Regions from separate parts of the Macaca mulatta genome. Here region 1 is linked to region 2. A link is a contact called in public Hi-C data. All regions are on one chromosome and are shown on one strand. The core of a region is the stretch at or near the end of the contact, and the rest is flanking DNA. Distances in the headings are between cores, read along the strand shown. Region 1 holds the start of SLC9A8 (solute carrier family 9 member A8). Region 2 holds the start of B4GALT5 (beta-1,4-galactosyltransferase 5).

Region 1 (7,785 bases), core at 1,735-4,234, 88 kb after region 2:
ATTCAAATTTCAGTATCCATAAAGTTTTGTTGGAACATAGCTACGCCTATTTATATTTGTATTATTTATGCTGCACGCAAACTAGAGTTGATTTGTTGCTACAGCGATCGTACGGCCCACAAAGACTTCAATATTTACTGTCCAACTCTTTACAGAAACTGGTCAGGGAGGGCTTCCCTGAGGAGGGGGACATTTAAGCTGAGACCTGAATGACGAGAAGACTGGAGGTAGCGGGCAGAGCTGTCTAGGCAGAGAGAAAAGACAGCAAAGGCAGTTTTCTCTCTAATCTTGTAACAGTCTTCTAAAGAAAAGTGTTATTAAGGAAAAAAAAATGAGGGGGCCCTGAGGCTCTGAGTGTGCTGTAGTCTCTCAGGGTCACGGAGACTGTAGGTCCTGAGGAGGGGTTGGGAACTAGCTCTGTCTGGCACCAGAATTTGTGGTGCCATATGCTGGCCCCTTCTCGGCCTGACATAGCACAGGAGCCCAGAAACTGCATATTGAATGGCTTTATTTATCTTCCTCGGGGAAGGACCAGGGATTTTAGATTCATTCTCAGGAATAGGTGAGAAGAGCCAAGGACTCACCCATGGGCATGAAAGCATGTTCTCTGCAGCCTCATGGTTAGTGGTAGTCCCAGAAGAGGCCAAGGTCAGGAACTCCATGACCATCACAAAGCCCTCATCTGGCCTTGACAGCAGAATCTGTGGCAAGGGCAGTAGGCGAGACATAGGCTAGAGAAGAGCAGTGAATTCCAGCTATGTGGGGTTTCCAGCTTGGTGAATTCCAGTCACGTGGGGTTTATTGGTGCTGGTAGAAAACAGTAGCCTCAAGCCCTCAGTTGACAAGTGTGGCCAGAGAGAACCCCACTCTCAATCCTTTGTAGACCAGGTCATTCCCGCCAGGCTCTGTGCTAACAGAGGAGGGTAGGTTATTAGCCCCATTTAAGAGCCAGAGAAATTAAGGCAGTGGAGAGCAGCAGGGCTACTGGTTAAAAACACAGGCTCTGTGCCTGAATCCTAGCCTTGTCATTTGCTAGCTGTGGGAATGCAGGCAAGCGCCTTGATTTCCCTGTGTCTGTGGATAATGATGGTATCTACCTCAAAGCTAGGTAAAGAATTAAGGAAACAATAGCCCAACACCACACCCACAGGAAGGAAGCAAGTTTATTATTACTCAAACATTGGTGGATCCTGATGACATTCTCTCAGTTAGCTTTAGCAATCTCAAGAGACCTTAGAGGATGGAGAACTCAAGGTTAGAGCCAGATTTCTTCTCTACCCAGTTCTTCGGGGCCAAAACCCTTACACCATGCTTAAATCCTCTTTCAGATGCCGTAGTCCATCAGCAAACCCTATCTTCAGTTATGCATCCAGGAGTCCAACCATTCCTGCCACCTCCTCAGTATTACTTTCATCCAAACTGCCATCAGCTGTCACCTAGATTATTGCAAAAGCCTCCTCACTGGCTTTGGGGCTTCCATCCTCTCTCTCTCTCGCCAACACCCAGTCAGCTCCCAGGCAGTAAAGCTCATGTTACTTCTCAGTTCAAAACCCTTCTGTGACTTCCTAACACACCTAGAATTAACTGATTTATGTATTCAATGATTATTTATTATTGAGTGTCTATTATGTGCCAGATACTGTTGTAGGCATTAAAGATAAAATGGAGAACAAAAGACAAAAATTTCTGCATTCATGAAGCTTCCGTTCTCATGGAGGGAGATGGTTAATAAACAAGTGTATAAGTAAAACATACGGTGGGTTAGGTGTCATGTGGAAAAACAGTTTAGGGAAGGCGGGGGGCCTTGGATTTTAAGTAGGGTGGTCAAGGAGGTCTAACACACAAGATAAGGGTTAAATAAAAGGCCAAACTTAGGAGAGGTGGGAGCCAAAGAGCCACCCAGAAGAAGAGCATTCTAGATAAAGGCTCAGCAAGTGCAAGGATGGAAGTATTCCTGGTGAGTCTGTGACAATAGTGGAAAGTGAAAGTGTGTGGGAGGGGAGATATAGAGCCCCATGTCCCCCTCCCACACACTTCAGAGGGGAAAAAGGGGGCAGGGTTGAGTCCTGTACATTCCCCAAGGTTTTTTTCTCTGATGGAGATTGGAAGCCATTGGAGGGTTTAAGCAGAGGAGTGATGAGTTAAGGGATCACTCCAGCTGCTGTGTGGAAATCCATAAGGAACAGGGGTGAGTCAGAGACCCTGAATGGAGCCTTGCAATTATCCAGATGAGATAGAGTGGCTTGGATCAGGAAGGGAGGTAGCAACAGAAGCGGTCAATAAAGTCCAAAGTCCTTACGATAGGGTCCCAGTCCTCCCGATGGGGGTCTCACCTACCCCTCCTACCTCACCTTGTTCCCTCCCCGCATCCCCACCCCACCGGCCACTGCTAGGCACATAGAAGGCATCTACTAAGCATGTGTTGAATCAATGAACTGTTTAATGAATGGTCCACCCCTAGATCATCAGCATCCATTTTAACGCTAGGCATATAGTCTGAATTCAATCCATGTTTACAGATGGAATGCTGCACTGTCCTGTCAAGTCCAGGCGGTTATTTCTTTCCACAGCCGAAGGAAACTGAGGCTCGGGTTGCGGAAGTGTCCCCCTGGGGTCTCTCAGCTTAGGCTACAGGCTGGGCATCCCTTTTCAAACTCTTTTAGCACAGCGAAGTCGAGAGCACTGGGCGGAGGGTGCTTGCTTGCCCTCAGGGTGAGTCACAGTGACCTCACAGGAGTTTCCTCAAAACGTCCCCGGCCTGTGATGGGGAAAAGCCGGAATCTCTCGGGCCCAGGTGGTCATGTTGCCCAGGCCGGACAAGCTTCCCGAAAGCCCGGGGAGGGACTAAGAAACAGTCCTCCCACGCGCTTTCTCCCACCCTCGGGCCACTGAGACGGAGGCACAGAGGGCCGCCCCCGCGCGGCCGAGGCCCCGCCTCCCGCTCGCCCGCCCGCGCCTCCAGCGGAAGCCGGAAGCAAAAGCGGGTCCTGCTAGCCCCGCAGCTCCGAACTCGGTGGTCCTGGAAGCTCCGCTGGATGGGGGAGAAGATGGCGGAAGAGGAGTGAGTGGGCTTTTTCCCGGGCGGCAGAGGCGGCAGGGCTGGGCCCCGGCGGGTGACAGCGAGCGCCTCAGTCGGCCCTCAGGCTCCGGAAGGCGGAGCTTCTTTTGCTGGTTGGCCAGGACTGACCAAGCTGGTGCCTACGAGGGGGGCGGGATGGGCGGGCCTGGGCCCAGGTGGGCCTTGCGTTCTCTTGGAGGTCGGTCCCTCGAGCTGGGAATCCGCCGCCCAGCGCAGGCCCCCAGAGCGGCCTTGCAGAAAATGCAAACCCGTATTTACTTTCCCAGTTTTCGGTTATCTCATGGTTACTGAGCCTCTTCCGCCTCCTCCAGGAAGTCGTCCGGGTTCTCCACACCCACGTCCTACGTAGCCAGTCGTCTCCTCCTCTGTAACGATCAGTTTTCATGTCTTTCTCCTTCACTAAGTTTCGTTCAGTCATTAACTGTTAGCCATCTACTCAATTCCAGGCCCTGGGCACATGGTAGGAAAGGAGGCCGACCAGGAGCCGCTCTCTGGGAGCTTCCATTCTAGTGGGAAAAGAAGACCATAATTAGTCAAGATGGTTTCAGATCGTGATTAATTAACCCTATTTATGCCTAGTGTTCTGTTATTGGAACGCTAAGCATGTGGGAGTTATTTATATCCTACTGCTCAAGGTCATCGCCAAGGTCTGATTTTTCTCACATGTCTGCAATTCTAAAAATTGCAATCTCTGCCATGAATGGGTTAAGTGTTCCTAAGGAAGCAGAATAGAGTTAGGGTTGGGGAGTCCACTCAGGAAAAAGTGACATTCAGCAGAAACTTGAATGACCAGAAGGAGGGGTAGGAGAAGTAACATTAAGTTCAAAAGGTCTGGTTGAAGAAAGGGTTTAGTGCTTTTGAGTGACAGGCAGCATAGCTGGTGTGTAAAGAGGAGGGGGGGTTAGCTGAACAAGGGGAGTTAGGGAAGGACGATCTGTGTCCTCCAGGTACTTTTGAGCAAGTCCAAAAGTCATCTCCATACCTACAAGGCAGAGTCTGTTGCAGATTGTAGATGCCCTATCACTGTTTGTGGAATGAGTACGTGAAGATGAATAAGGAACCCCTTCATTGATACTGGACTCCTTCACCTGATAACTTTTCAAATATATTTCTTGGCCATATGGGGGTCATTTAATGTAATCAGATACTTACTGAGCAACTGCTCCATCCCAGACACTAAACAGGGCCTCAGCAGCACAAAATGAAAGAGGCAATATAGCCCAGCGATTTCAAGTTTGGGTTTTCAGTTTGATTCTGCCACTAACTGAGATGTTGGTGAAGCTTTGCAACCTCCCTGAGCCTTAGTTATGCATGGGTAAAAAAGGGAAAGTAATCATACCCAATCAGACATGTTATACCTATTAAATGAGAGGTAGTGTGTTACCTAGTTCCTGAAATGAAGCAGTGCTCAGAAAATATTAACTTTTATAGTCACAATTACAGTTATTATAACAGTATTGCACTAGTTCACAATCCCAGCACGGTGTGAAAGAGCTGTGGGAACATAAGCAGTGGAGTGGGTAAATTCGGGTGAGGTAAGATGGGGTAATAGGAGGTGACATTTGAGCCTTTTGAAATCTAAGAAAGATTTTGTAAAGTAGGGTAGGGCATGCCCAGATCAACCACTGGGCAAATTCAGGTGGCTTCTTCAACTTGCAGAAATAATGCAAGGAAAAGAATGTAAATTGGAGAAGCAAAGGTGCTAAGTAAACAATGTTGGACCTTGGAAAGTGATGAGACTCCAGTTCACCTCCCTTTTAATCCCCCAGTATTTGCCAAAGAGCAGGCAGCATTTCATGTCTCTACTAGCTCTAATTCCCTACCATTCCTGTCCTCTGTGGCTGCATTCAAAAGCACCAGAGGCCACTAGTAGTGCTGTGCAGCCAGGGATTTTCTTAGTAAGTTTCTCTCCAAGACCTGCCTGTTAGTTACAAGACTTGTGAATCCCATAAAATTCTTGGACAGCTGCTCTTTCTGGTGTGAGGTGTGTGAATTGATGTTCTGGGACCCTTTTCCATTATGTAATTATGCTTTTTATGTCCTCCAGGAGGTTCCCCAATACAACTCATGAGGGTTTCAATGTCACCCTCCACACTACCCTGGTTGTCACGACGAAGCTGGTGCTCCCGACCCCTGGCAAGCCCATCCTCCCCGTGCAGACAGGGGAGCAGGCCCAGCAAGAGGAACAGTCCAGTGGCATGACCATTTTCTTCAGTCTCCTTGTCCTAGGTGAATATGGACACTGTCATCCCCATCATCTGCCATCCCCAGTGTCTGTGTACTTGGTCTGTGTGTTTAACCCTGTCACTCCTCTTGACTGTGTCAAGTCTTCCTCCCATTTGGTTTTCATATCAAACACTGAGGGAACATGTTCAGTTTATAACATCGTAACAGGGAACTCTCTTCTTTATAAAATCATGGCGCTTAGCAAGTTCCGAAGAGCTCTTTTTTTTTTTTTTTTTTTTTTTGAGATGGAGTCTCGCTCTATCGCCCAGGCTGGAGTGCAGTGGCCAGATCTCAGCTCACTACAAGCTCTGCCTCCCAGGTTTACGCCATTCTCCTGCCTCAGCCTCCCGAGTAGCTGGGACTACAGGCGCCCGCCACCTCGCCCGGCTAGTTTTTTGTATTTTTTTTTTTAGTTGAGACGGGGTTTCACCGTGTTTCCCAGGATGGTCTCAATCTCCTGACCTTGTGATCCGCCTGTCTCGGCCTCCCAAAGTGCTGGGATTACAGGCTTGAGCCACCGCGCCCGGCGTCCGGAAGAGCTCTTAATGTAGTATCTTAGCCTTTGAAAGAAGGATTTAAAAAATTTTGGCCTAGTAGAAAGAATCTTGAGGCCTGGCGCGGTGGCTCACACCTGACATCTCAGCACTTTGGGAGACTCAGGTGGATCACTTGAGGTTAGGAAATCAAGACCAGCCTGGCCAATGTGGTGAAACCCTGTATCTACTGAAAATACAAAATTAGTTGGGCGTAGTGGCACATGCATGTAATCGCAGTTACTCAGGGGGCTGAGGCACAAGAATCACTTGAACCTGGGAGGCAGAGGTTGCAGTTAGCCGAGATCACGCCACTGCACTCCAGCCTGAATGACAGAGCGAGACTCTGTCTCAAAAAAAAAAAAAAGAATCTTGAACATCTAGTTTAATGAATTTCAGGTTCTGCTCAAAGGAGTATGCGCGTGTGCAGGGGAGGAAGGAGCAGGGGGTAGGGTGGCAGAAAGTGGGAGGAGTCAGATGGGAGAATATCTGACCCTCTGCTCCTAGCTTCAATCAGAGCAGCATTTTGTGTTCATATTTGTTAGACTTCCATGTGAATTTTATTTAACGGTTTTGCTGCTGATTGAAAGAGCAGAAATCCTTGGCCCTAGCACCCTGTTTTCCTTAACCTCTGTCATTCTCATTAACCATGGTCATGACTTTTGCCGTATCTGTGCACCACCTGTATTGTTAATTTAGTTATGTGCTATTTTTGTTTAAATGCATTCACTCTCTGAAAACTTCATTTTGGGCCAGGTGCGGTGTATCATGCTGGTAATACCAACACTTTGGGAGGCCAAGGCGGATGGATCACTTGAGGTCAGGAGTTCGAGACCAGCCTGGCCAACATGGTGAAACTCTGTCTCTACTGAAATTACAAAAATTAGCCGGGCATGGTGGTATGTGCCTGTAATCCCAGCTACTCAGGAGGCTGAGGCAGGAGAATTGCTTGAACCTGGGAGGCGGAGGCTGCAGTGAGCCAAGATCGTGCCACTATACTCCAGCCTGGGAGACAGAGTAAGGCACTGTCTTAAAGCAGGAAAAAAAAAAAAAACAAAAACTAATTTTGTTCAACCTTCTCTTTTAGTGTGTGAGGAAATTTCAGCATAGAGAAGTCAAGTGATTGTCATACTGGGCTAGTATAAGACTAGAGACTGATAACCAGGTTACCAGATAGCTGTCGAGAGGTTTCGATAAAAGACAAAAACTTAAATGCCTCCCAGAGTGCCTATAACTCCATCTCAAAAAACAAACAAAAAAGAAATCCAGTTGAAACTACACAACCACTTTTGATTAGCTAAGGAATAAATAGCTTTGAGTTTGACCCAAGTTCAAATTGTTTTTTTGTTTTTTTTGTTTTTATTTTTGAGATGGAGTCTTGCTGTTGCCCAGGCTGGAGTGCCATGGCGAGATCTCAGCTCACTGCAAGCTCCGCCTCCCAGATTCACGCCATTCTCCTGCCTCAGCCTCCCAAGTAGCTGGGACTACAGGTGCCCACCACCACGCCCAGCTAATTTTTTGTATTTTTAGTAGAGATGGGGTTTCACAGTGTTGGCCAGGATGGTCTTGATCTGCTGACCTCATGATCTGCCTGCCTCAGCCTCCCAAAGTGCTGGGATTACAGGCGTGAGCCACCGCACCTGGCCTGTAATCCCAGCACTTTGGGAGGCCAAGGCGCGTGGATCATCTAAGGTCAGGAGTTTGAGACCAGCCTGGCCAACATGGTGAAACCCCATCTCTACTAAAAATACAAAAAATTTTAGCAGGACATGGTGGTGTGCCCCTGTAACCTCACCTTCTTGGGAGGCTGAGGCAGGAGAATCACTTGAACCCTGGGAGGCGGAGGTTGCGGTGAGTCGAGATTGCACCACTGCACTCCAGCCTGAGTGACAAGAGGGAAACCATCCTCCACCCCCCAAAAAAACAAAAACAAATTCTTGTTTGAAA
Region 2 (7,094 bases), core at 3,121-5,620:
AGCCATACTTTTAAAACATTAAATGGATCAAATGGGATTATTATGGCTGAGGGCACTTTATATTTTTTGCAAACACACTATTAATAGTCTTGTTTAGGCCAGGCGCGGTGGCTCAAGCCTGTAATCCCAGCACTTTGGGAGGCCGAGACGGGCGGATCACGAGGTCAGGAGATCGAGACCATCCTGGCGAACACGGTGAAACCCCGTCTCTACTAAAAAATACAAAAAACTAGCCGGGCGAGGCGGCGGGCGCCTGTAGTCCTAGCTACTCGGGAGGCTGAGGCAGGAGAATGGCGTAAACCTGGGGGGCGGAGCTTGCAGTGAGCTGAGATCCGGCCACTGCACTCTAGCCCGGGCGACAGAGCCAGACTCCGTCTCAAAAAAAAAAAAAAAAAAAAATAGTCTTGTTTAGTAATTTTCCTCATATCCAGTTTTCTAGGTGAGATGGTACCCCATTTCACAGATGACTCTCAAGTCCAAGAAAAGTTTCCTTTGCTCTTAGAATACGGGTCACCCATATTAAGTGGCATGAGATCTCAAAAATACTAAGTTAATGGTTAGGCTAAAATTTTGGCTGGGTTGCAGTATATATGGACAATTCAAAACATTTATAGCTACATGATTTTTCTTATTTCAAATTCAAGTCTACTATTTCTGAATATAATTGTAATATATTCTTGGAGTGAAGATATCTCTAGCCCTTGAGCACAACGTAGCCACAGGGTATACAAAGCAAATCAAAAGCAAGCACTGGAAAAAGTTAAACTTAGAAGGAAATACAAGTCCAACACTTTCCACTGTGCCAGAAAGCAGAATTGTCATTGGGAAATTTAGTAAAGTGAACTACATGAAACTGCTGATAGGCAACTCTTTTTGTCCTGCAAAAAACAGAAATTTCATATGGCTCAACCTAATGTTATTTTTATTTTTATTTTTTGAGACAGAGTCTCACTCTATTGCCCAGACAGGAATGCAGTGGTGCAATCTCAGCTTATAGCAACCTCTGCCACCTGGGTTCAAGCGATTCTCCTGCCTCAGCCTCCTGAGTAGCTGGGATTACAGGCACCTGCCACCACACCCAGCTAATTTTTGTATTTTTAGTAGTGACGGAGTTTCACCATCTTGGACAGGCTGGTCTTGAACTCCTGACCTCATGATCCACCCACCTCAGCCTCCCAAAGTGCTGGGATTACAGGCGTGAGCCACTGCGCCCAGCCAACCTAATATTATTTTCTAAGCGCATTTTAATAACTGTTTAAATAAGGTCTTCATATCCCAAGGAACACAAACCAACCTTTTATTTCCCCAGATTGCCTTAACCTTGAAAAAATGTGCCACCCCACTGTCCAAAGCTAGACATTCGAAAAATTTAATTTCAACAGAGCTTGTACATCATAGTGAGATCCTGTCTCTACAGAAAAAACTGTTTTAAAAGTTAGCCAGGCAGGGTGGCATGTACCTGTAGTCCCACCTACTCAGGAGGCTGAGGCAGGAGGATCACTTGTGCCCAGGAGATCAAGGCTGCAGCTAGCTATGAGCATCACTGCACTCCAGCCTGGGCAACAGAGCGAGACACTGTATCCAAAAAAAAAAAATCATTAGTAGGAAGGGCAAACAGCTAAATGTAACTACTCCACATCCTTTTTTTTACTGTTCCCCTTTCCCACGAACAAAATTTCCATCCTAAGTAGAATTCCCCTTCAGAAGGCTTACATTCAAAGAGATACAGCACTAGTGAAAATGTAACTGTTCTGCCTCTTTTTCAGCTATCAGTGATACAGGATTCTAGGCACGGCAGTAGCTCATCGCTTTACACAGGGGTTCCACTGACCTAAAAATCTACTGTTGAGGAATCTTAATTAAACTGATAAGTTCCATTTCTGTTGGAGAATCTGGCTTCTAATCTTTCTATCAAAAGGGTGATTACCATCCCAGTAGATACAGTATTCCATTTAGATATAGTTGATTTATGGACTCAGACCAGAAGTACCTGTCACTTTCACAAAAGGAGAAAAAAAGGCTTACGGCTCTAAGACTGCCTCTAGGTCCAAATCCCATCTTTTCACACCCATTTTTATTAAAGTCTAATAGCCAACATGCTAATGAACTCTTTTCTCAGTTAATTCCACTAATGAGTTATCTGCTCCTGTTCTGCCAGAATCGCAACCCTTTTACAATCTACTCATCAAATCCATCAGGCCACATATTATACCTTCCTAGAGGGACACTTTTCCCTATGACACTTTGTAAACAGGGCAATCTGATGCTGCCTGTTCTATCTTTCCAGATCTAGTTGATAGTTCAAAACATCAACATTAACCACAAGTAAAATATGCTTTAAAAAATAATCAGGAGACGATCTCCTGCTCTATGTGGAAATTTCTCTATTCAGCTAGTTCTGTGTTGACAGGTCAACAGAGAATAGCACTAGTTATTGCTACAATCCTAAAAGGCATTTCCCTAAACTAAACCATCAACCCTTTCCTAAAATCCATATAATCCAACATGTTTCTAGCAGAATTTACTCTTCCTGCCCCTGCCCCAACAGCATCTTCTGATCATTTTTCACCATAAACTGAGGTTTCCTCATAGTGATGCCAAGTCAGGCAAACACATTCCTTAAGCCTTCCACCTAACTCCCTTCTTCCTGGAAGTTACATGTAATAGCTGCATTTACTTATTTTTAAAACTCTTCAAGCATCAGGTACAGTGGTGAGTGCTTTTAAAGAACATGTATCTACTTCCATCCTTAACACCGTATGAGACTGGGCTGCATATTCCCATTTTACAGAGGAGAAAAGCTAAGGCTTAGTAACCTGCCCAAGGTCATACAGGGCAGAGATTGGAATGCAAGTCTGACCTCTGTGTCCTCCACTCTTAACCATCATGCTGTCTTTCCTTCTGATCTCTTCCTGTCCTAAATGGTGCCCTGTGGTCTTATAAAAGACTATGCTTGGGGCGGGCGGGGGAGGGGTGGCAGGGTCAGTTTCTCCAGAGACTGCCTTTCCTTTAAAGGATAAGACTTTGAAAAGAAGGAGTACCCATTACATCTTTCCTCCATGCTCCCCCTTCTCACCTGGTACCATTTCCCAAAGGCCCCAGCCATATCCCCTTCTCTAGGGCCAATTTAAACTTTCCCTTTGTCCCCAGAGCAGGCACTATGCAATACTGAAGAACCACTATCTACCCGCAAGGCTAGGAGAGGGCAGAAGTGGAAGAAAGGAGAACACAGACAGCACCCCTTCCCCAGGTCTTCAGTTGAGAAAGCAGCTGTGGCTGAAAGGCTGAGGGGCTGGGGGCAAAGTTTACAAGGATGTGCCCTTGTGGATACGCGAGGTGGGCGCAGGAGGAGACGGGGAAGAGGCATGGGACGCTCAGGGGGTTAGCAGGAGACTGAATGGGGGTGGACCTCTGTAAGGAGAAGGGGGGTGCCACCGGACAGGCAGAGAGATCAGGCCACTGAAGAAGTGAACGTGAGTTACGGAGGACCTGGAGGTGGATGTAATGGGGGAAGTGGTGGAAAAAAGGGGAGGGAGGGGGCTCACGGGAGCAGGAAACGATGGAGTCACGGGGAGTGGGGGAGGACGGATGGGAGCCAGAAGGTGGGGCGGCCTGAGACCCGGGCACATGGGCTTGGCAAGGAGCGGGCGCGCCGCGGGGGCTTGGGGTGCGGGGAATGCCGGGAATGGGGGTTCCAGGAGACCCCGGGGACGGGAAAGGGAAGCGGGAGTTCTCGAGCAGCGGAGCAGGACGTGGGAGTTCCAGCGAGGCAAGAGCGGGAAGGGGGTCCCGGAGCAAGGGGCGGGCGTGAAGGCACCGTCCGGTTCGCGAGGGCGGCGTTATGAGGGGCGGGGTGGGCCGGAGGCTGGCGCGGGAGAGGAGTCCCGGGAGCCTGCTGGGGTGCGGAGGGCAGGAATGTCCTGGGGTCCCCGAGAGCCAGGCCAGGACTCCGGAGTCCGGAGGACCAGGCTGGAGGCCGCCTCCTGGCCGGGGCCCCCAGGAGGGGCGGGGATTCCCCGGGTCCCTCAAGGCCAGAGCGGCAGCCGACGGGGTCCCAAACCCCCTTCCTACCTATGCCGGGCGCCACATAGACGAAGTAGAGCAGCGAGGACGAGAGAGAAAAGAAGAAGAGCGCGGCGAGCAGCGAGCGGCGCGGCAGCCGCAGCAGCCCCCGGCGGGCGCGCATGCTGCAGCCGGGCGGCCGCTCGAGAGCCGGGCTGGGCCTGCTCCCGCCGCTCCCCGTCCGCCGCCTCCTGGGCCGCCGCCGCCACCGCCTGGGCCTCGGCCACCGCCTCCCGGGCCTCGCGGGCCGCCACTCGCCGCCGCCGCCTCGCCGCTCCCAGCCGCCGGCCGCCGCGGGCCGGGCCACATGAAGCGGGTGGGGGCCAGAGCGGCCCTGAGCGGGCGCAGCGGCGGGGGCGGGGCGGGGCGCACGCGCGGGAGGCGGGGCCAGCGCCGCCGGGCACCGTCGCAAAAGACCCGCGCGCTTGCGCTCGCTGCCGACCCTCGCCCGGCCCCCACGGCAGCCTGCATGGAATATCGCCAAATGGCGACAGCCCCTCTCCCAGTGCGGCCACCGCCCAGGCTTACGGGGAACGTCTCCCAAGTGCTCCGCGCTCGCTCGCCCCCATCTCGGGGGCCAAGGGACCATCTACAAAGTCTGACTCGTTTCGTTGCCCACTGCAGCAGATGAGTGGGGATTGAAAGGCTTGGGGATTCGGCCTGGTATACACCCTCATTCATTCATTCATTTATTCAATTCACCATTTACTTATTGAATGCCAGATACAGTTGTTGGCGCTGGGCATGCTACAGAGGAAAAAACGATAAAAATCTGTCTTCTTGAAACTTAAATTATGTGAGAGGTAAAAGAAACAAATCAACTAGTAATATCAGGTACTGGTAACACATATGAATACGATAAAACAGGAGGATGTATTGCAGGCAGGCTGGAGTGGTCAAGAAAGGCCTCACTGAGTAGTGACATGAGCTGAGACATAAAAGGGTGAGAAAGCGCCAGCTTTTTAGAATAACCTGGGGAAAAAGCAGTCATACCAGGGGGAACAGCAGGTGCAAAGGCCCTGAGGTAGGAAAAGGGCTGATCTGCCCCCGAGTTGAATCCAAGGCCAACATGAATAAAATTCAGTGAAGTAGTGGGGGAAGTAGGGATGAACTTGGAGCTCTAGTTGGGGTCCACATCCTACTGTATCAGAAATAGCATAGTGATAACAATTGTCGATGTCTCTAGACTTCTGCTGAGAAACATGGACTTTACTAATGCAATGAAATTCCCCCACTAGTCTTGAGATGTGTGTTGTTATTATTGCTATTGTACAAGTGAGGAAACTGAGGTTTCTGGATGGAAAGGCAATTCACCCAAGCCTTGCATCAAGGGCTCAAATCAAAACTAGCCTGTCTCCCATGTCAGGCCCTTGACCTCTAGGTTGTAACTGTCTCAGCAGTCTGTGTGGCCTCTAATTCTTATCCTGCAGACAAATCGGTATCCTATCCCCATCACCTGGGTGTGGGACCATATCCAAAAAAATGCTTTCAGATCAGCATCAGCTCAAAGGACCTCAGAAGGCAATGAACAGTCCTAGAAATTTATGGCAAGAAGCAGTAGCTTCAAGGAGCTGGACTGGAGAGGCCAGTGTCCCCGGTGTAGACATATCTGAAACTAGAGTACTATCTTGGAATGCTGGAAGCAGTAGGGAGGGGAGAGGACTTTGCAGAGATTCTGTGAGAATCAAAAATAATCCTGATTTATATTCCTAAAGTGATTTCTACTTTTTACAGTGTTTCTTTGATCCTTTGAGTGGGGCGTCTAGAGCCACACTGCCCAGGTTCTCTGACTCCCGGCTTTTCCATTGTTAGCTGTGTGACTTGTGTTAGAGTTAACACAAGTTAAACTCTCTGTGCCTCGGTAAAATGGAGGAGGTTATTAGCAACCTCATCAGGTTGTTGTGAGAATTTAAGTGATACACGCAAAGTGCACATAGTAAATGCGCTTAGCTGTCACCTAATTCAATACCCCTGGGGAATGGTATGGTGGAAGAGAAGAGGCTTAAACAACAAAAAAGGAAAGCAGAGAATTTTGACTGAGACAGATGTGAGTTCAAATCTCGGCTTGGCCTCTCCTGGCTGTGTGACTCTGGAAAGTCACTTACGTCTCTGAGCTTCTCTATTCATCACCTGTGAACCAGACCCAGTGCTGCCCACCCCACAGGGATGTGATGTGGATTAGATGAAATAGTGCAGGTAAGGCCCTGGACCAGAAATCCCAGACTAGCCAGAATCATCTGACTTACAAATACTTTGTTGGCCCACACAATGGCCCCTCCCAACCCTCATATCTATGAAACATTTTCAAACATATAGAAAAGTTGAAAGAATAGTGGAAGCATCATCCACACACTCCCCACCTGGATTTGATCATTCTTATCATTTTTCCACATGTATGTATCTATATTCATATGTCGAAAATTTTTATTTTTTGCTAAATATTAAAGGTAGACCGGGCAATTATGCCTGTAATCCCAGCACTTTGGGAGGCAAAGGCAGACGGATTGCTTGAGCTCAGGAGTTTGAGACCAGTCTGGCCAACACGGCAAAACCCCATTTCCACAAAAAATACAAAATAATTAGCTGGGCGTGATGGCGTGTGCCTATAGTCCCAGCTACTTGAGAGGCTGAGGTGGGAGGATCTCTTAAATCCAGGAGGTGGAGGTTGCAGTGAGCCAAGATAGTGCCACTACACTCCAGCCTGGGAGACAGAGCGACACCCTGACTCAAAAAACAGTAAACAGAGTAAGTTGCTGCCTTACTGATATTTCATGCCTTAATACTTCAGTAGCAAATCCTAAGGAAAATTACATTATCCTTCAGAACCACAGTAATATTAAGAGAATTAACAATTATACCATAACATTCTGTAATACCTAGTCTATTCTGGACAGAGAAAGAGAAACCTTCCTACATCTAAACTGTGTACCAATGATCAATCTCTACTTCTGACCTATCTAAAATAATAAGGCATCAAAATAAATTGGTTATGTTTTAGGCCAGGTACAGTGAGTGGCTCACACCTGTAATCC

What was found. A called contact is a pair of places that touch in the nucleus more often than the background predicts.
Region 1: a contact with region 2 is called in a Hi-C map of cortical neurons, with 2.8 times the contacts expected there. The contact joins the promoter of SLC9A8 here to the promoter of B4GALT5 in region 2. A contact is called at or near these places in 3 of 14 Hi-C or Micro-C datasets (blood, cortical neurons and liver).

The regions. Positions count from the first base shown.
Region 1 is chr10:102,647,593-102,655,377 of T2T-MMU8v2.0, forward strand. SLC9A8 (solute carrier family 9 member A8) reads left to right here and starts at 2,985. Exons shown (of 16, transcript XR_013400043.1): 1 at 2,985-3,061; 2 at 5,127-5,308.
Region 2 is chr10:102,558,480-102,565,573 of T2T-MMU8v2.0, forward strand. It overlaps B4GALT5 (beta-1,4-galactosyltransferase 5), which reads right to left and starts at 4,371. Exons shown (of 9, transcript XM_077951982.1): 1 at 4,072-4,371. The coding sequence starts at 4,186.